2 separate regions of the Macaca mulatta genome follow, and region 1 is linked to region 2. Evidence: chromatin contacts called from public Micro-C data. All regions are on one chromosome and are shown on one strand. Each heading gives the region's core, a stretch centred on a gene start, on an enhancer-like site or on the middle of the called end of the contact. The rest is flanking DNA. Distances are from core to core; before and after follow the strand shown. Region 1 overlaps HECW2 (HECT, C2 and WW domain containing E3 ubiquitin protein ligase 2). Region 2 holds the start of STK17B (serine/threonine kinase 17b).

Region 1 (6,199 bases), core at 974-3,473, 100 kb after region 2:
TCTGATTAATTAGTAGTCAGCCAGGGAGGTAGAAGAAATGCAAATCAAAACCACAATGAAATACCATCTCACACCAGTTAGAATGGCGATCATTACAAAGTCAAGAAACAACAGGTGCTGGAGAGGATGTGGAGAAATAGGAACACTTTTACACTGTTGGTGGGACTGTAAACTAGTTCAACCATTGTGGAAGACAGTGTGGCGATTCCTCAAGGATCTAGAACTAGAAATACCATTTGACCCAGCCATCCCATTACTGGGTATATACCCAAAGGATTATAAATCATGCTGCTATACAGACACATGCACGCATATGTTTATTGCAGCACTATTCACAATAGCAAAGACTTGGAACCAACCCAAATGTCCATCAATGATAGACTGGATTAAGAAAATGTGGCACAGATACACCATGGAATATTACGCAGTCATAAAAAAGGATGAGTTCATGTCCTTTGTAGGGATATGGATAAAGCTGGAAACCATCATTCTCAGCAAACTATTGCAAGGACAAAAAACCAAATACCGCACATTCTCACTCATAGGTGGGAATTGAACAATGAGAACACTTGGATACAGGGCGGGGAACATCACACACTGGGGCCTGTCGTGGGGTAGGGGGAGGGGGTAGGGATAGCATTAGGAGATATACCTAATGTAAATGACAAGTTAATGGGTGCAGCACGCCAACATGGCACATGTATACATATGTAACAAACCTGCATGTTGTGCACATGTACCCTAGAACTTAAAGTATAATAATAAAAAAAAGAAACAAAAACGTTTTAAAACAAAGATAAATGGAGAGCTGGTCTAAATTTTTTTTTTTTTTTTTTTTTTTTTTTTTTTTTTTTTTTGAGACTGAGTCTTGCTTTGTCCCTAGGCTGGAGTGCAGTGGTGCAATCTCGGCTCACTGCAACCTCCGCCTCCCGGGTTCAAGTGATTCTCCTATCTCAGCCTCCTGAGCAGCTGGGACTACAGGTGCATGCCACCAGGCCTGGCTAATTTTTTCTTATCTTTACTAGAGACGGGGTTTCACTGTGTTAGCTAGGATGGTCTCGATCTGTCGACCTTGTGATCTGCCCATCTTGGCCCCGCAAAATGCTGGGATTACAGGCGTGAGCCACTGTGCCCAGCCAACCTAGTCTTATTTAAGACGGAGCACGGAGCCCATATGGCCTCCCACCAGTCTGTCCACTCCCCCTGCCTTAGGCACTTCAGGTTTGGCAACCACCGATCTACTTCAACCTCATCCTTTTAATAACAACTCAAGTTGTTTTTTAGGACTTTTTCCTACATTCATTTATTTTTATTTTACTATTTTAGAGGTTCTTGCTGCCTTCTATTTGTGACAAAAGCCCTTAAGAATGTGCTCTCTTTGATTGTTTATTTTGTGAGGCTGCTACAGATTCACATGCCATTTAAATTCTGTCTCAGCCTTAAATATATACTAAGTATATGCTCGTCCAAATTCTTAATTTATAATGATTGCATAACATATTACCTTAATAAATTATTTTTCCTTAACTTCAATAATCTAATATAATACCTCTACTCAGGAAAGGTAGGGTGCTATTAAAAAACAATCTCATCCTTTAGGATATGATAAGACAGAAGCCCTTTGAGACTCAAGTATATAGGATTTTGTTGTACATTTCTTAAGGATAATGCAGCAATTTCTCAATACAGGGCAAAAAGTAGCAGGCTAACAACAGGAGAAGTGTGTACATGGTACAGATGTACATGGTACAGATAACAGCACAAAAGGACAGATAATTTCTGGAAAGGGATGACATACCCACTGGAACCATGTCCTGGTACTGTGGCCTACTGACTGTATTGAATGTACTGGATGGCCTGGGAAGAACTGGTGGTCCTGCATGTCGAGAATCTTCTCCTACCTGCAAACAGAGGCATCTTTTATATTCTGCACCAAGAGCCAGAATGCTCTGTATCAGCATCCCAAACCAAGTTGTTCAAAATATTAACAATGAGCATGGTGAAGTACCACTTGATCAGAACGGACACCAGCTGTGGAGCTGAAGCAGGGTTCTTAGTTATTGAAAGTCTTGTTTTAGTGGCCAAATGGGGAGGGGGGGAAGGATTTGAGGCATCCACATTCTTGAGAGGGGCTGGGGCAGTGACTCTTTACCAAGCGGCACAGAAGTAGTTCAATCTGCTTATAATTACGGAGGCTGCAGCAGCTAAACAGCAGACTTGTTCATCAGGACTAACTTCTGCGTTGACAGAGCACAGTCTGCAACAACACAATCAAAGGGAAGACTGAGTGGTATAAAATGTTTTGGGGCAGTGCCAAGATATTTCTTCTTTTGGCTGAGGCAGGCCAGGGAATTCCCTGGCTCAGCAGAGGAGGGGTTGAAGAGCAGCAATCTTCATGTGGGGTTCCGAGTTAGTATATTATCTCCTCAGGAGCAATTTTCTGTGCCTATTAGAACACCTGGTACAACAGATCTTTCTGGTTTGAGCCTCCCACACCAGGGTGCTAATAGGAACAGGTGCGGAGGAGCTAAATAGGGTTGTCCTAACCTGAATTATTTATTGCACCTAATATAGATTTAGAAACTCATACACACAAGTAGATAACCAAAAATATCCATCAACAGTCTTACCAGAAAACTCTAATGTTTTTTTCGCTTCTGCTTTAGCATTTTTCCCCATATTACAGAAGTCTTTTAAGACAATAGTAGAACAGTAGTATAAGAGAGAATAAGAAAAAATAACATACTGCACTGGATTTATAAACTGGGATTTTGAAAACAGACTTTTATTCCACCCACAACCATTTGCAGCCCTTTTATCATATGGCATCACTTGGGTATTTGCTGAAGATTTTTCTAAAGACCCTAATGCTAAAAATATCCTCCCCACCCTCCACCGCTTGCTTGTCCTTTAAGAATGCTCTCACTCATTCTTCAAAGAGTAGTTCAAACAGCCCCTCCTCAACAAGGTCTTCCCTCTCCTTCAAGCCCAAGTTAAATACAACCTTCTCTGAGCTCCCACAGAACAAGCAGAACAAGCAGCTGCCATTGCGAACAGTTTATATTATTTGTCAATTATACCACAATAAAGCTAGAAAGATATAAATAAAAAGAAAAAAACATGATTATCTAAAGGTATATTTTTCTTTCCCAACTATTAAAAAAAGAAAATTTACAAAGCATTTTTCATTCATATTTTTATTCATTTGTAGTATGGTTTCATGTTTTCCTCGCCTATTAAGAATGCGGGAAATGTGTGGGCCAGGCGTGGTGGCTCACGCCTATAATCCCAGCACTTTGGGTGGCCAAGGCGGCTGGATCACAAGGTCAACAGATCGAGACCATCCTGGCCAACACGGTGAAACCCCATCTCTACTAAAAATACAAAAATTAGCCGGGTGTGGTGGCAGGCACCTATAGTCCCAGCTACTCGGGAGGCTGAAGCAGGAGAATTTCTTGAACCCGGGAGGCAGTGGTTGCAGTGAACCGAGATTGCACCACTGCACTCCTGCCTGGTAACAGAGCAAGACTCAGTCTCAAAAAAAAAAAAAAAAAAAAGAAAAAGAAAAAGAAAAAGGATGCAGGAAATGTGTTATTTATTTGCATCCCTTATAACAGCAACCATTATGTTTCTTCATTGTAGTAGGTGTTTGGTGTTAGCTTGTTAGATGGAAAGGACATCAATCTTTCTACTGACTGGAATATTTGCTGAAGGAATACAAGATGGTGGCTGAAATGACTCATGTATGTAATTAGAAGTTTTCACATCCTGCTTCTCTTGAGTTACTGGCTTTGAGGGATGAATACAGCTACTCTCTGGGGAGATCTGATCACTAAGTACAGATTGTTAGTCAGATATCTGATCATTTCGACACTCCAATATATACTTTCTCTCCTTACAGTATGTTGCCATGTCTCATCATTTCCCAGAAAAGCCAAAGGTCTTCTCTCTGAGACCTCAGTCCTTGTAACCAGACCAGCAGACAGTGGGCAATCCCTCGGAAGGGCAGCACTGCAAGATGTGCATGATTCCAACAGCCATGTCAGAAAGGACACTCCCCTGGAAGGTTTAACAACGTGGAGGGCTGGACGCTCAGTCTGTACGGAGTTATCTCTGGGCCACTGCTCAGTTGCCAGCCATAGGAGGAAAAGCCTTAACGTATCCCTTAGGGTCCCTCTCTCATAAAGGCTACTACTACTAGACCATGAAAATAATTCATGTTCTAAGGTAGAGGGGTTGAAAAAAAATGAAAGTATAGCTATTAATCTCATGTCTGTTTTCCCAGAAAAATAGTCCTGACTAGACCAAACAGCCAGCTTCATACTGTGAAGTCATGATAAGGTGAGTGGTTAAAGGGCACGGGCTATGCAATAAAATATCAGACAGAGCCCTAATTGTGCTACACATCGCACACAAGGTCCAAAGGTGAGAGGTCTGTTCTGCTTTTAAGATGAATGCTGTTAGCGTCATTCAGTTCACCACTAATGGGTTACATGACAGCAAGGTAAAGATTTATTAGCTACTCATAAAACATAAATATTTTTGTACATATCTCATCCTGTAATATATTTGTATATCATTTTTATATGAGCTTCTCATGTATACCCTTCTATATCTGCACTTACAACCAGTGAACACATGATGCATTGGAGCAAGTATGTAAATCATGAGGGGAAATTCCAAGAGCAGATTTTGATGAATCAGATCCAGTTATTTACTGTATTCATATTTTTTCTTATGCAAAATATACGGCTACAAAGATATTTGATATACAATATAATATTGAAAACATGACATGCACATAGACACAGAAAAGGCATGTAAAGGCGGGTAAAGGATCCTAATTCTAAAGGGAATTTTCAGAGACAATGTAAATCAAGTGATGGTATATAATCAAATCATAAGCCCATAGGAAGGAGAAGAAAACTTGACTTAAGACATTTCTTTTATATATTTAAACTGCAAAAGGAAGAAGTGAAATAAGATTTTTTGTGTGTTTTTTTTTTTTTTTGGTTAGGATATTAGAGGGCCCTCATGTGGTTACCATTGGTGCCTGCAAACTGGTTAAGCAGTTTTTAGCAATTCTTAGTTCAGCCCATTTTCTCCAGGCACATAAAGTATATAAAACAACTCTCTCAAAAATATCCTAATTTTAAAGAATACTAGTGAGGATTCCATAATCCCATAGCCCTGGATGAATATTGTAATGTAATATAGAACACCTCACTTAAGAAATTCTATATTTAACCAAGTTATATTCATTTCTTCCTGTGAGGCTGAAAATGGGTGTGCAAACAGGCTTATCAGCTCCCCGTCTTGAACATTTTAGTACATTATCAACTCCCTCTCACCTTCGTCTGAGTCAAAAAATCTTAAATTTCTTCAGTTTTTCCTCACATATCCTACCTTTTTAAATTTGTGATTTAGGCTGTATGTATTTCCAGAGAAGCCCTGTCAACATTTGAAAGCTTTTCAGCCTCTAAATCAAACTCAAAAAAACAAAACAAAAAAATACTTAAAAAAAAAAATCCAATTCCTCAAACCATCACATTCTAGAAGCTTCTATCAACCAACAGGTCAGTCCCCAACATGCTTGACTCACCTCACCCGCACTGTGGCTGCGTTGCCTTGTCAGGTGTTGCCGATGAACCAGCGCACTTGTAGGTCTACTGCTCTGAAGTGGGAGTCGGGGATCAATGAAAGTGGTGGTACGGGAGTTGTGGTCCACAAAGAACGCCTAGGATACAATACACTGAGTCAAATACATGCCGCTCACATGTCTTAGCTGAGCTATAACATCAGACGGTCAGGAAAAGACTCACTTCTGAGTCACGATCTTAGCTCTATTTTCTCATAATTTTCAATATTTGGGGAAATTTCTCCGTACCCCCACAGGACAGATCACATTAGAGAAAGCCAAGCTTAGATGAGATCCAGAACGAAGAGAGCAGGAAGGAACATTATGCTTGGTTTTAGGAAATACTCTACAAGATAGTCATCAAAGATATGATCTGAGAAGGAAGCCAGAAGAATGGACATTTGGGCTTCTCTTAACTGACGGTCTTTGAGCTCTTACTATCATAGGTGGTTATTATAAAGTTCTTACCACCTTGAAACTTTTAAACATCATTGACTTCTCTTCTTTTTTCCTTCTCCTATACAGCAAGCCACCAAATCCTTCTCATTTTCTCACTGTAGT
Region 2 (6,175 bases), core at 1,485-3,984:
GATGAAAAACTAAAGCAACTGACATTTGAAGTTTTCCTAAGTGGAAAGGTAGTAGATAAATGATTGCTAATGTTTTTGACAAAACAAATACCCATACAGTGCAAAAGATTTCTTTACAAAAAGAAGAATCAATCAGTATCCTTGAAAAGTAGTAAGCCTAGGAATACCATTCTTTTTTATTTTATTTTATTTTATTTGAGACAGAGTCTCGCTCTGTTGCCCAGGCTGGAGTGCAGTGGCACGATCTCCGCTCACTGCAACCTCCGCTTCCCGGGTCAAGCAACTCTTCTGCCTCAGTCTCCTGAGTAGCTGGGACTACAGGCACGCGCCACAATGCCCAGCTAATTTTTGTATTTTTAGTACAGACGGGGTTTCACCATATTGGTCAGGCTGGTCTCGAACTCCTGACCTCATGATCCGCGCGCCTCGGCCTCCCAAAGTGCTGGGATTACAGGCGTGAGCCACTGCGCCCGGCCAGAATACCATTCTTAACTGACAATCTTACACACAGAAAATGTGAATTACAATATACTATGCATGCAATTTGGGGACAATTTAAGGATTAAGTGAAAGTGTCATTAACTGATTTCCTTGATTTCTGGTGTCTCTAAAATTAAAACAAAAATATTTTGATAAGGAAATTCTCCCTTATAATTATCAAAGAGCTTTAAAACATGTTAAAATGTTCACTTAACAGCAGTAAAACAGTGCAAGCTTAAAAATAAAATTATCTGACTAGAAACGTCCGCCATAAAAATGCTTGTATCTTCTTCAAATTTGTTACTCATATGCTAACACAGCGATTAGTCAAGCCTCCTACTTCCTAAAAACGGATTCTATCTTAACCAAATTGTAATTCACCAATCAATGATCCCAAGATAAACTGCAACCATTCTATCCACACACAAAAAAGGATGGTCTCCAATTACAGAAATTCTACTTTTAAAAAGTCTTGCCAGGTAAGCAAATATATTTCACCTCAATTTTGGATCCCTACTTTAGAAAAAAGTGATCTAAAATGTACAATATGTATCTCAAAAATAAAACATCTATTCATGCCTCCAATTATTAAGATAGTAGAAAAAATTTAATTGAGCATCTGCTCCGAGGAGGAGGATCCGAGGGATATGAGTGTAAAACTTTTGCACTGCCTCTATGGACCAGTTTTTTTTTTTTTTTTTTTTTTTTTTAATACACAATCCTACGGGTATACGGTCTAATATTTATAAAATAAGCACTTGTTGAAAATTACTTCTGAGCAGTTCACCATAAAACTAAAAAAGTGTTATCAATGAGAAAGTAAGTTTATTATATTTTCCTTTAATAAAATTGTGCTGCTGGGTTCAAAAACGCTGCCACTCATTTCTACAGGGCTATGCTGTCTCCGCGCAGACATTCTCATAGACTTGAAAACGTAAAGTGGCCACACGTCACACACGTCAAACGTCCCTGGCAAGGTTCAGCTTATCATTAGCACCACAGATGTAAACATTACGTCGACAAAACAATCGGTGAATGTGATACACAGTCCTCATGTGTTTAAATATTAGTGAAATCTGATCAGTATTATGGTTTTAAAAACGTATTTCGTTTCTTAACTCCAATTTCCAAATTGATGTCAGAGTGCCTCTAGTCCGGACAGAAACTAATGCCAGCTACCAGCTGCTATAAAGCCTCTTTCAACTTTGTCTCTACTCCCTCGGAGGGAATTCAAATGAAACGCTTTTCCCTACAATAAAACAAAGAGCCTGGGTAAATGTCAAAAATCGTTGGCATCCAGTAGTCGTATAGTTTGAGGATGAGTCGTGCACACTAAGTGGGTTACAAGGCATCAAAGTAAAAATCAGATCGCTGAAAAAATCACAGAAACAGCTGTAGCCCGTCTTGCTCTCTCGCTGGTTTTAAAACACTGTTCCCAAGCAGTAACTGAAAACGTCCCACAAGATGAGCACGAACTTTCTCTAGACTAAAGACAGCTGGGAGCTGGACGCGACCACGAGTTCTATGGGAACGCGCCCCGTGCCCACGCCGCAGCTGGGACTCGGGAGAGGCAAGGGTGACCGCGTGGCCGTGCTGTGGAAGGGACCAGCGCGGGCCCGCCACGAAGGCGGCCCTGCCTGGCGCGACCCGGGGAGAGCCCGGGCCGGCCGGGTGGAGGGCACACGGGGACACACGGACACGCACAGACACAGACACGCGCCCGGGCTGAGGAGGGTGGTGGGAGGACCGCCGGCCGCTCCCGGCGCCGAACCACAGGGAACCGGGACTCCAGTCCCAAAGCGGAGAGGCGCCAGCAGCAATCGGCTACCTGAGCGGCGACGGAGTCTGAGCCCCTCTCAGCCAAGCCGGGGATCCGAAGGGATCCTGGAACCCCCCGCACCGCCTAAACGCTCCTCGGCTCCTCCTTCCTCACGTTCCAGGTCTCTGCACCGAGGGGGCTGGTTCCGTCGCAGCCCCGAGCCCACCCGCCAATCCCGCAGGACACTGACCGCTCCGGCCGCTGCAGGTTCTCCTGGGACTGCCCCCACGAGGGGGCCGCTGTCCCGCCCCACGCCGGGGGCCGCCACAGGACGAGTTCTCTAGCTCCAGCCGGGTGAGGCGCCAGGGAGCCCCGAACGTGGCAGGACCCACTTTTACTTTTCCAGACAAGGGCCGACGGTTGTGACTTGGCTTTCCGTGAAGTGACTCCCGGCGACGGCAGCGGAGTGAACTACCGAAGCTTGCAGTTGAGGTTTGAAAACTGCAGCCGCGTCTGGAGCATTGCCGTTCGCCAGATCCCTCCCCCTAGGTCGGGAGAGCCAATCGGAGCGCGTGCGGAGGGTGGGTCTGTCACGTGACGGGAGGGGCGGGGGACCGGCTGGGGGCGCGTGTACGGGGCGGGGCCCGGCGGTGAGAGGGTGCGGCTCCGGGCCGGCCCCAGGCGGGGCGGGGAGGCGCTGCGGCGTGGCGGCGCAGGTGGGACGCACCGGGGTTGCCGCGAGGGAGGGGCGGAGGGGCGGCGCTGCAGAGGAGGCACGTAGGGCTGGAGCTCCTGCTGGGTGCACTCCTTCCTACCTTCAGAGAGGTCAGTCGAGAGGTGTGAATATCCGGAGACCCGGGAGAAGGAAGCCGCAAAATCCCAGCTGCCTGCAACTAGTTACCAAACTTTAGTGCCTACCAAAGACCTATTTTCTGACTCTTCCTGGGAATCTTCCTTAGGACCTGAACCTACCTTCTAAGTGGAGAACCCAGTTTTCTTCAACTTGGCAGAGGTTCCTCGGAGCGTCAACATCAGTTGGGGATTTATGGAACCCGGACCCCACTGCTAAAGTCTGCTGTCGCGAATGGTGTCCCTTCTGAGGCACTGACTGAAGGCAATGTAGGGAGGGTCCCAATAGGCTGAATAACCGATTTTGCATATATGGTGCCAAGGAAAAAGATGAAAGCCCTCAGCAACGTACTCAAGATCTGTTACCCTTTGAAGACAGTGGAAATTTTCAAAGTTCTGTGCAAGACACAAATGTTTTACATAGATATATAATCCTAGTTTATATGTATAGGATACACACATACTCATACATATATGGGATTAGTTATGTAATCTAGGATTGCTTTCAGAGGACATTTAAGATAATTGCAGAAAACCCTTCCTTGGGAAAAGATACTGGGAGTGGAGTCGTGCTCTTGCTTTCAAAAGACTTAATGCTCAGTTAACATATAAAGGACAGGTTTTCTTGTTCTATCCCACCAAGCCAAGCAAATTCCTATGAAGCTAGCTGTTTCCCTTTCCCACTGCATTTTCCCCAAGAAAAAGGTATCGAATACATCACAGCCCTTTTTATGAAGTCTGTTTGTTGTTACTTACCAAAACTCATCCCGGTTTAATAATGTCTTGCCCCTAAACCTTGTCAAATGAAGAATATTGCTTCCATCTATCTAATGTCTCGTTGCTAACAATTGGGCTGACTAGAGAAGCCTAAAGTTAGGATGAAAATAAACAAAATGCCACACACTGGAATTAACTTTTCTGGGGTCTAAGAATCCGTAAGCAATGAGACTGTTTCCATCTTTTCTTTCATGAACATAGGTGTTGCATTCCAGAGGTCTCAGCACCAGTACCAAAACTAGTAACCTCATGGTGGTCACAGGATTACATCATTATGGTGGGTTTTGGGGTTGTGTGTTTAACTTTGGACCTCCTTAATTTCAACATTTCATCAATTGCCAGCTTTTGGCAACCTTCTCACACTCACCCCATCCTCCCTGTCACGAATCCAGTCCCACATCACTTCACACCTAGACACAGACTTTTCTCTCTCTGGCACCACTGTAAGCCAGTCCTCTTGGTCACAATACCTCTGCTGTAATCAGCCAGCCTCCTAGGGATATTGTCATGTCTTGCATTTTCCTGCTTCTGCCTTAGCTCCAGCTTATCACCATCCTCCTCATCCACACCTGTTCATCAGTTTCTGACTTTAAGAAGGTTACCCTCTTCGGGAATCAGAACTCTGCTGATTCCTACTTTCTCTTCCCAGCCTGATCACCTCTGCCTTATGTTCTTTGGTGCAGGGCTGATAGTTTGTGTTTCTTTTATGACCCTAAATAGGTTGTTAACCCTTGTGCCTGATGTCAGATTTGTTGTTTTTTTTTTTTTTTCTTTTTTTTTGAGACGGAGTCTCGCTCTGTCGCCCAGGCTGGAGTTCAGTGGCCGGATCTCAGCTCACTGCAAGCTCTGCCTCCCAGGTTCACGCCATTCTCCTGCCTCAGCCTCCCGAGTAGCTAGGACTACAGGCGCCTGCCACCTCGCCCGGCTAGTTTTTTGTATTTTTTAGTAGAGACGGGGTTTCACCGTGTTAGCCAGGATGGTCTCGATCTCCTGACCTCGTGATCTGCCCATCTCGGCCTCCCAAAGTGCTGGGATTACAGGCTTGAGCCACCGTGCCCGGCCCAGATTTGTTAACTAGGATTTATCACACTATCCCAAGGACATTCAACTGCACTTACTTGGTCTCAGGCACTGTGGTTCAAGAAACAAGGAATTCATGGTGCTGAGGAGGAGACAGTACATCTGTGGCCTTGCAGGAAAATTCAGAAGTCAACACATTCCTCCATCCACCTCATTTACCTAAACTCATTCGTAACCATGTCAGAGATTATGTTCTTGCTCTCATTCCCTCAAGTAGGAAATCTCCAGGTGAGCTGATGTTCATTCTGTGGTCATTGCCTCTGACCACACAGTTCATTAAGTTGACCTTCCTTGAATGACACAGTCTGACCATGGATGGTGGTTGTTATGGGCTCAGTTGTGTTCTTTTCCAGTTCATACGTTGAAATTCTAACCCTCAGGAACTCAGAGTATGACCGTATGTGGAGATAGGGCCTTTAAAGAAGTAATTAAGGTAAAACGAGATGAGTGGCCCCTGATCCAAGATGACCATGTCCTGATAAGAATAAATTAGGACACATACAACACTGACTAAGGGTCAACCCTGTGAGGACATAACAAGAAGGTGGCCATTTGCAAAGCAAGCAGAGAGGTCTCAGAAGAAACAAGACCTGCTGATATCTTGATCAAGGGCCTCTAGCCTCCAGAACTGTCTGTTGTTAAAGCCGTCTGCTCTGTGGTATTTGTTATGACAGCCCGAGCAAACAAATGCAGTGGTCCTCCCGGATCACTCCAGGTTAGTAATCACACACTGACTAGGAGTGATCCTTCCCAGTCACTGCAAGTGGCTTACCACATGTGGCCAGGGCAGGTGATCCTCTCTGGTAATGGCAAGACACTTACCATATTCTGTCCAGGGAAGGGACCTTCCCCAGTCACACCAAGTCAGTCACCTCATACTGACCACATAATGATCAGGAAAGTGACTCTCACTGATTCCATGTTTACTCCCTATAGATGCAGAAAAGGAGGGTTTTGCACAGAGAAGAAGGCCTCAAACTCAAAACTCTAGCCACTGACACACCCTCCTTCTGAAGAATTTATGTGGAAAAGGCAGAACAAGCTCTACTACCTGTCTAGAACTGAATACACCAGAAACCTGTGGCCAGGCTAAAGGTAGCCAGACACAGTCAAGGCCAACAGCCTCTGAAGGGGTGTGGCTCAACCCCCCACCCAACAGGGGTGCTCACTGAATGGAGACAGGCTCCTCCAAACAGATCCCCTCTCTGGAGGTAGGAATGGTGAGTGTAC

What was found. A called contact is a pair of places that touch in the nucleus more often than the background predicts.
Region 1: a contact with region 2 is called in a Micro-C map of CD4 T cells, with 10 times the contacts expected there. The contact joins the enhancer-like site here to the promoter of STK17B in region 2. A contact is called at or near these places in 4 of 14 Hi-C or Micro-C datasets (CD4 T cells, blood, cortical neurons and 1 more).

The regions. Positions count from the first base shown.
Region 1 is chr12:101,238,993-101,245,191 of T2T-MMU8v2.0, forward strand. It overlaps HECW2 (HECT, C2 and WW domain containing E3 ubiquitin protein ligase 2), which reads right to left. Exons shown (of 29, transcript XM_015131908.3): 15 at 5,603-5,737; 16 at 1,799-1,901. Among named protein-coding and RNA genes, the nearest start is that of STK17B, 100 kb to the left of the region's middle. Within about 2 kb of position 2,224, at least 4 of the 40 cell types and tissues checked have an H3K27ac peak or open chromatin away from gene starts, as enhancers often do. A contact at or near this core is called in CD4 T cells, where this site is marked.
Region 2 is chr12:101,135,106-101,141,280 of T2T-MMU8v2.0, forward strand. It overlaps STK17B (serine/threonine kinase 17b), which reads right to left and starts at 2,735. Exons shown (of 8, transcript XM_015131912.3): 1 at 2,490-2,735.